Regions from separate parts of the Zea mays genome. Here region 1 is linked to region 2. Evidence: chromatin contacts called from public Hi-C data. All regions are on one chromosome and are shown on one strand. Each heading gives the region's core, a stretch centred on a gene start, on an enhancer-like site or on the middle of the called end of the contact. The rest is flanking DNA. Distances are from core to core; before and after follow the strand shown.

What was found. Hi-C and Micro-C count contacts between places; a contact is called where the count stands out from the background.
Region 1: a contact with region 2 is called in a Hi-C map of ear, with 2.9 times the contacts expected there. The contact joins the promoter of LOC100193296 here to the promoter of LOC103635794 in region 2. A contact is called at or near these places in 2 of 25 Hi-C or Micro-C datasets (ear and tassel).

What each region holds. Positions count from the first base shown.
Region 1 is chr8:121,572,651-121,576,488 of Zm-B73-REFERENCE-NAM-5.0, forward strand. LOC100193296 (putative mini-chromosome maintenance (MCM) complex protein family) reads left to right here and starts at 1,505. Exons shown (of 16, transcript NM_001138435.2): 1 at 1,505-1,663; 2 at 1,742-1,854; 3 at 1,966-2,174; 4 at 2,672-2,802; 5 at 2,892-3,130; 6 at 3,218-3,454; 7 at 3,537-3,691; 8 at 3,771-3,838. The coding sequence starts at 1,598.
Region 2 is chr8:121,263,452-121,267,009 of Zm-B73-REFERENCE-NAM-5.0, forward strand. It overlaps LOC103635794 (cation/H(+) antiporter 15), which reads left to right and starts at 1,965. Exons shown (of 3, transcript XM_035961755.1): 1 at 1,965-2,291; 2 at 2,419-3,411; 3 at 3,543-3,558. The coding sequence starts at 2,097.

The sequences.
Region 1 (3,838 bases), core at 255-2,754, 310 kb after region 2:
CAAGGTGGCCCATGAGGCCCATCTAGGTGAGGTCATAAGAGTTGGTTGTAAAAACCCTAACCAGCCATTCCTTCCGGCCAGGCAGCAACGGCCATCCACAGGGCCATGGCCCGGGCGCCCTACGCGTGTGCAACTCCTGCCAGGCGTGGTTTCCCATGGCGGCGCGGCCCTAGCCGCGGCCTTCTCTGATGGGTGCGGTCTCCTGGGCGTGGCCTCTGGTGTCGCGGCCCCGGCGTGCAACCCCGGCGGGCGAGCAGCCGCCCCTAAGCGCGGGCGCGGCCTTCGACGGCTCGGTGCATGCCGGCTGCCCGACCTCCAAGGACGGCACGGCCGCTCGGCCCGGCGCAAGCGCGCGGCCCCTTCGACGACGGTGCAGGCTGCACCGACGCACGGGCACACGGCGTGGGTGCGGCCTCCCGCGGCACGGCGCGGGGGCGCGCGGGCACAGCCATCCCGGGCGAGCGCGCGGGTGTGGCCCAGACGCGGGCGTACGGCCCCCGGCCAAGTGTCGGCACGGTCTCGGCGTGCGGCCAGCCGGCGCGGCCCCGACGGCGCCGGTGCGATTGGCATGGCCCCGTCCGGCCGTGGGCGTCCCCGGCGTGGGCACGGGCCCAGCAGCCTCGGTGGCACCGGCGTGTCCCTGTCAGCCCCAGCGGTGCGGGCGCGAGGCTTCTCTGGCGGGCAGCGCTACCATCGTCTGTCCGTTAGATTGCAGCACACATGTGTGCAAGAACAGCGCCATCACCGATGAGAACCGATAGATACAAGATGATTTTGTTGCCACCAAATATAACAAAACGAGTAAGCATAAATCGGTACCATTTTTAATCTTTGTTGTGTCCAACGCAAGTGAGTGTCAGAGCAATGCATTCATGCATGATTTAGGCCATGCTCTTCTGACTTGGGGACAGTATCCAATGCGGTTGGCCATTGTTGATGCGACGCGAGGCAATCATCCATCATCATGATTAAGGCTAGAAAATTACCTCTGCAGCATCATGTCGCTGAGAACTGCTCTAGCGACTGCGTAGTTTCGTTCTCTTCTGCCGATTAACTCAGTGGAGAATCTCGTGCTGATAACGTGTTGAAGTATACTCAGTGGTAACGAGATTGAGAGAGAAACAAATGACAGAATTGTTGTCCTTTATTGCAGAGGAGCAGTTTATATACAAGTGTATACATGGTTCCCCAAGGGGTGTGACCCTTGGGTAGTAACTGCTAATGGATGGGCTTGATCACATGTGCATAATGTTTTGTAACAAAATAAACAGGGTCTGTGATCCAAAGCCCATGGAACGCGGAATCCGACTATGTGAGAGCCCGCGTGGCCGCCTCACCCAACCCAACGAGTCTGCTGTCCCTGCGGGCTGCGGCCCTGTCCGCGAACCGGAGCGCGCGAAGACCACATCTTCCCGCCACACTGCGCGTTAACTCCCGCCAAAACGCCGCTTTCACCCCCACCCTTACAGTTACCCCAATCCAAATCCGGTCGCCTGCCGCAGCCCCATTCCCGCGCCCCGACCTTTCCTGTACCATCCCCGCTGGCCCGCTCGCTCTCTTCCGGCCTCGCGTTCCGTCTCCGAAGCCGCAGGCAGCCATGGACGTCAACGAGGAGGCAATGGCGGCGCACAAGCGCGCCTTCCTCGACTTCCTCGACCAAGACGTAAGTCCCCTCGCCGACCCTAGCGCCGCCGCCGGTTCTCGCTGGGTCCTCGGCTGACGTTCCTGCCTACCACCGCAGGTCGGGAAGGGGGTTTACATGCAGGCCGTCCGCGACATGGTCCAGAACAAGCGCCACCGGCTCATCATCGGCATGGACGACCTCCGCAACCACAACCTCGATCTCGCCCGCAGGTGCGCAGCCGCTGCCTTCCCTCGCTCTCTCCTTGATCGTGCGTTTCTGTTGCTACGTTGGGCAAGTTCCTCCCTTCCTGACTGATGCGGTCTGCCCTTGCGTGTGAATAGGGTGATTCGGAGCCCCGGGGAGTATATGCAGCCTGCGTCGGACGCGGTTTCGGAGGTAGCGAAGAACCTTGATCCCAAATTTTTGAAGGAAGGGGAGCGGGTGATGGTGGGCTTCTCGGGTCCGTTCGGGTTCCACAGGGTCACGCCCAGGGATCTCATGTCCTCCTTCATCGGCACCATGGTCTGCGTTGAGGGCATCGTCACCAAATGTAATGTCTCATTCCCTTTCAGCAGATGGACCGCATTGTTGTCATGCTCTGGTTCCACTCATATATTGCTTGTTGGGTGCCCGTCTTTCACACGGTACCAGGTCGTGTTGTCAGTGTCTTTTGAACTCTACCATTTTTCCTGCTGGTGCTTAGAAGGTTTGTGGTAATTCAATTGATACCTCTGTGGTAAAGGAAACTGCAAAGCAGAATGCGTCTTTGTCCTTGTTAACTGGTCAGTAAAAAGTGAACATGAATGATAACGTCAAAATTTCTGAGCTCCTTGAGTTTTGAAACTTTAGTATTGACCTCTGTTGGTTCATCCCTTGTGCTATTTATACATCATACTAATCCGATGCTAACTACTTGGTCTTTCAAATTATTACTCCATGCCAGCAATTTACTAGTAGTGTTCAAGCACTGGTGGACACCATGTTTTTAGTGAAGTATCTGCACACCTTTGGGTGCTAATATTACTTTTCCTTCTGAAAAAAAAACAGGTTCATTGGTAAGGCCAAAAGTTGTTAAGAGTGTTCACTTTTGCCCTGTGACTGGGGCCTTTCTCTCGCGTGAATATAGAGACATCACTTCTTTTGTAGGCTTGCCTACTGGCTCTGTTTATCCAACAAGGGTATGCTCCCACTATTTGCTCTCTGTACTTTCATTCAATCAACCCCTTTGGCACTGTGGTTGTAATGCTGTTCAATCTGGAATGGCTAGGATGACAACGGCAACTTGTTGGTCACCGAGTATGGAATGTGTGAATATAAGGATCACCAGACATTGTCCATGCAAGAAGTGCCTGAAAATTCTGCACCTGGACAGCTTCCAAGGACTGTTGATGTTATTGTAGAAGATGATCTTGTAGATTGTTGCAAACCTGGCGACCGTGTCTCAATTGTTGGTGTGTACAAGGCTCTACCAGGGAAAAGCAAGGGAAGTGTTAGTGGTGTGTTCAGGTTAGTTCAGCTATGACCCTCACCAAAGCTGGCTTCAACCTACCTATTTCGAAAGTATGACGTGTTTTTGTATTACTATGTCTGTAGAACTGTCCTTATTGCAAATAATGTGTCGCTTCTTAACAAAGAGGCAAATGCACCTGTGTATACTCGGGAAGATTTGAAGCGTATGAAAGAAATATCAAGGAGAAATGACACCTTTGACTTACTGGGAAACTCACTTGCTCCGTCCATTTATGGCCATCTATGGATAAAGAAGGCAGTAGTACTATTGATGCTTGGTGGTGTTGAAAAGAATCTAAAAAATGGAACTCACTTGAGAGGGTAAGTGATGTTTCAGATCATTACAGATACATGATTTTGTTGATTGTGTTTTATTTATTTATTTCTATATTTTGGCTCTCAGAGATATAAACATGATGATGGTGGGAGATCCTTCAGTTGCCAAGTCCCAGCTCCTAAGAGCTGTCATGAACATTGCTCCTTTGGCTATATCAACAACTGGCAGAGGTTCATCTGGCGTTGGATTGACTGCTGCTGTGACTTCTGATCAAGAGACTGGTAAATTACACAACTCTACTCAGTGCATGTGCATTGGTGTCGTATTCCTGTAAAAGTCTCATGACAAATTTCTGTTCAGGGGAAAGAAGGCTTGAAGCTGGTGCCATGGTTCTTGCTGATCGTGGTGTCGTCTGCATTGATGAGTTT
Region 2 (3,558 bases), core at 715-3,214:
AAATACAGAATTAAATGTATTTGTATAACATCAGATCGATAGAATGAACGACAAATTCGTACGGTAGGAAGTGAGGCGTCTGTTGTTACTTGGTTTACGAGCCAGAGGCGTCTCTTCACGGAGAGACAACTCTAAGATTTTTTTGCAAATAATCCCCTAAAACACCTTAAGAGCCCCCACATTAAACACCACTGTACATGCCCTAAGTGTGTCCGGGAGTGGACGTCGGCTCCATGGCTCGTTGTTGGTGGGCTCGGTGGAGGCTTCAGCTCCTGCTGTGGTCGTTGAGGTCCCTCTTCCTGCTCGCGACGTCGTGTGTCGCCCCTTCAGGTACAATGTCTCCAAGAGTTCCCCTGCACCCATTGTTGAGGTTAGAACCTGAGGTGAGGCACACGTAAGTTCTTCCTAGTTCGGTTGATTTGCTAGAATTGGTAATGATTGGTAATGTATAAATTGTTCTTTACTGTGATTCTGTGAAGGACAATCCATTTGCTCTAGCTATAATCGAACCATCTCAAATTGTTCGGAGTAGCATTCAGATTGAAAGTAGATGGGACGAGAAAGGACAAACTGGAGTACCTAAAGAATATCTTTTGTATATTCAACTAGGATTGCAGCGTGAGGATGACATTGAAAATAGGGAAAGTGAAGTTGCGACTAGTGGTAGTAGAGGGTACTTCTTCAGAGAAAATTTATGATGAAGATACTTTGGCAATTCCCGAATGTGAGTTCATATATACCAGAAGATAGGGTTATTGTATTTGACCCATTGAATCTGGTAATGAAAGTTGGTAGTTTGTATCCAAACATGAAAGTATTCAGACTCACCTGGAGAAGGCGGACGCAGAGCTCTCGAAAGAACACAACGTAGCCAGGGGTCGGTGTTTTTCCTTTGTCCTTATATGTCTTTTGCATCTGCTCTTCGTGGTTGCTCAGCCCTTTACCTTTTCCAGAGCTCCAGAGGATGTTTTCCCAAGCCCAGAAGGCCACGAAAACGGCAGAGGAGGTGAAGACGGATGTGGAAGCCAAGATGCGAGAGCTTTCGCAAGCTCGTGATGACGTCGTTGCTGCGACAACCCAGGCAATGGCTATGCTCTCGGAACGGAGCGCCGAGCTTCAGAATTTTTGTCTATTTATCAATTGTAGTGCAGGTAATTTTTTTATTTCATATCTATTTATCAATTGTTGCAATTATATTATTAAAAATCTAACTGGACCATCCATCACTAAAATCCTAGCTACGCCACTAGACCCACGTTTGAAACCCGAACTTCAAAACCGTTCTAGATTTGAAGACTACGCTGGATTAAAACTCGTCTCTGCCCCTAAATCTAGCAGGGACCCAAAATCTGACGCCTAGAGGCAAACAAGCCATCAGTAATACCGAGCCATAGAAATAACAAACATCAAAAGAATAACAGCAATACTGTACAACCCACGAATCCACGATCCATATAATTAAATAACAAATATCAAAGAATAACATACATATCCATAGCACGTAGATGATATTCATGACTAGTACACCGGAATCAACGATAATACATTGTCCGACAAGTTATGTCACATTTATATATCTTCACATTTGTAGTGGGGCTGTGTCTTAGGAGAGAGAGAGGAATACAAACAAACAGTCATTGAATCATCAACAATGCACGCTATTGTGGCAACTTTATAAGGCAAATGGGTACGCGATACTCTAAAGAAATTTGTATTGAATTTTATTTTACGGTTGTTCCGAAGCGTGTTCCAAATCTATAGTACTCAAAGAACGCAGTACACGATGCACAAATCCTATGAGTTCCCCAATCCAAATTTAGATTTACTATTCCTGAACTCACGACGCAGCCATCTTTATCGCGAAATTCATACGCTTTCCAGCCACAGAAACTCTACCGAACAACCAGAGCTCAATAAAATCTCGAGGCTATGAAGTTTTAAAACTTCTTTTGGCATGTCGCTCATTCCTCTCCCCTTCTCTGCCTCTCGCCCCGCCTACACCTACACTACACCGTGCAGACCGCCATGGAAGACACGGCCTGACGAGAAAGGGCGCAGGGCATTGTCGTCGGCGCCGGCAGGGACACGCAGGGAAGATGGACGACGGCATCGACTGCTACGTGGTCCCGCAGATCACGGGCGCCGGGCGGAACATCTTCCAGGGAGGCAACCCACTGCAGGAGTCGCTGCCGCTGCTCGGCTTGCAGCTCGTCCTCATCGTCGCCATCACCCGCGTCCTCTACTTCCTTCTCAAGCCATTCAAGCAGCCCCGCGTCGTGTCTGAGATCATGGCACGTCCATCCTAGTAGTTTGCACTTTGCAGCGACGCCATGAACGTTTTTTTGCTTTCACCAGCTTGATTGAAAGCTTTTTGGCGCAAATCAACTGAAACGTGCTGCTCTATCTGATGTGTTTCAGGGCGGCATCATACTCGGCCCGTCCATGCTGTCACGCAGCCCGGCGTTCAAGGAGACGGTGTTCCCGGCGAGGGGCGACCCGGTGCTGCACACCATCGCGACGTTCGGGCTCATGTACGTCATCTTCCTCATCGGCGTGCGGATGGACCCGATGCTCGTCGTCCGCTCCGGCAAGAAGGGCGTGATCATCGCCCTCTCCGGCTTCATCCTCCCGCTGGTCATGACCACCGCGGGCTTATCCGGCGCCGCCATGGTCGAGGAACCCGACGTAACGAGGCGTTCCACGTTCCTGTTCGCGCTGGCCACGTCGCTCTCGGTCACGTCCTTCGCGGTGCTGTCGCCGATCCTGTCAGAGCTCAACCTCCTCAACTCCGACCTGGGCCGCACCGCCATGTCGGCCTCGATGACCACCGACGGCATCGCGTGGCTCATCATGGTGGGGTACATCCTCGCCGAGGCGTTCCTCGTTTCGGCCGTGACGTCGCTCTGGGCGTTCCTCTCGGTGGCCGCGCTCGGCGCGGTCATACTGTTCGCGGTGCGCCCGGTCGCGCTCAAGGTGATCGAGCGCACGCCGCCGGGCAAGCCCGTGGACGAGAGCTACGTCTTCTTCTTCCTCCTCGTCGTGCTTCTTGTCGGATTCTACAGCGACGTTATCGGGACCAACTCGTTCCACGGCGCGCTGATGCTGGGGCTGGCGATCCCCGACGGACCGCCGCTCGGCACCGCGCTGGGGGAGAAAATTGACGCCATGGTGTCCGGCCTGATTCTGCCTCTGTACTACGCCATGACCGGCCTCAGCACCGATGTGTGGTCCCTGCATTGGGGCAGGCTGCAGCTAGTCGTGCTCCTCGGATGGTTTGGCAAGATGATCGGCGTCATGGTGCCGTCGCTGTACCTTGAGATCCCCCTCCGGGACGCCGTGTCCCTCAGCTTGTTCATGAGCTCCAAGGGCATCGTCGAGGTCATCACCTTCACCTTCTTCCTCACAAACAAGGTGATCGCTCGTACGCTGATACGACAGCTCTGCAGATGGAAGAATCAAATGCAACAACCACCAACCAATTTTGCATTTTTGTTCACATTCTTTGCGTCGGCCTTGAAACATTTGATCGGTTCTGTTCGCAGTTGATCGGCAAGAACA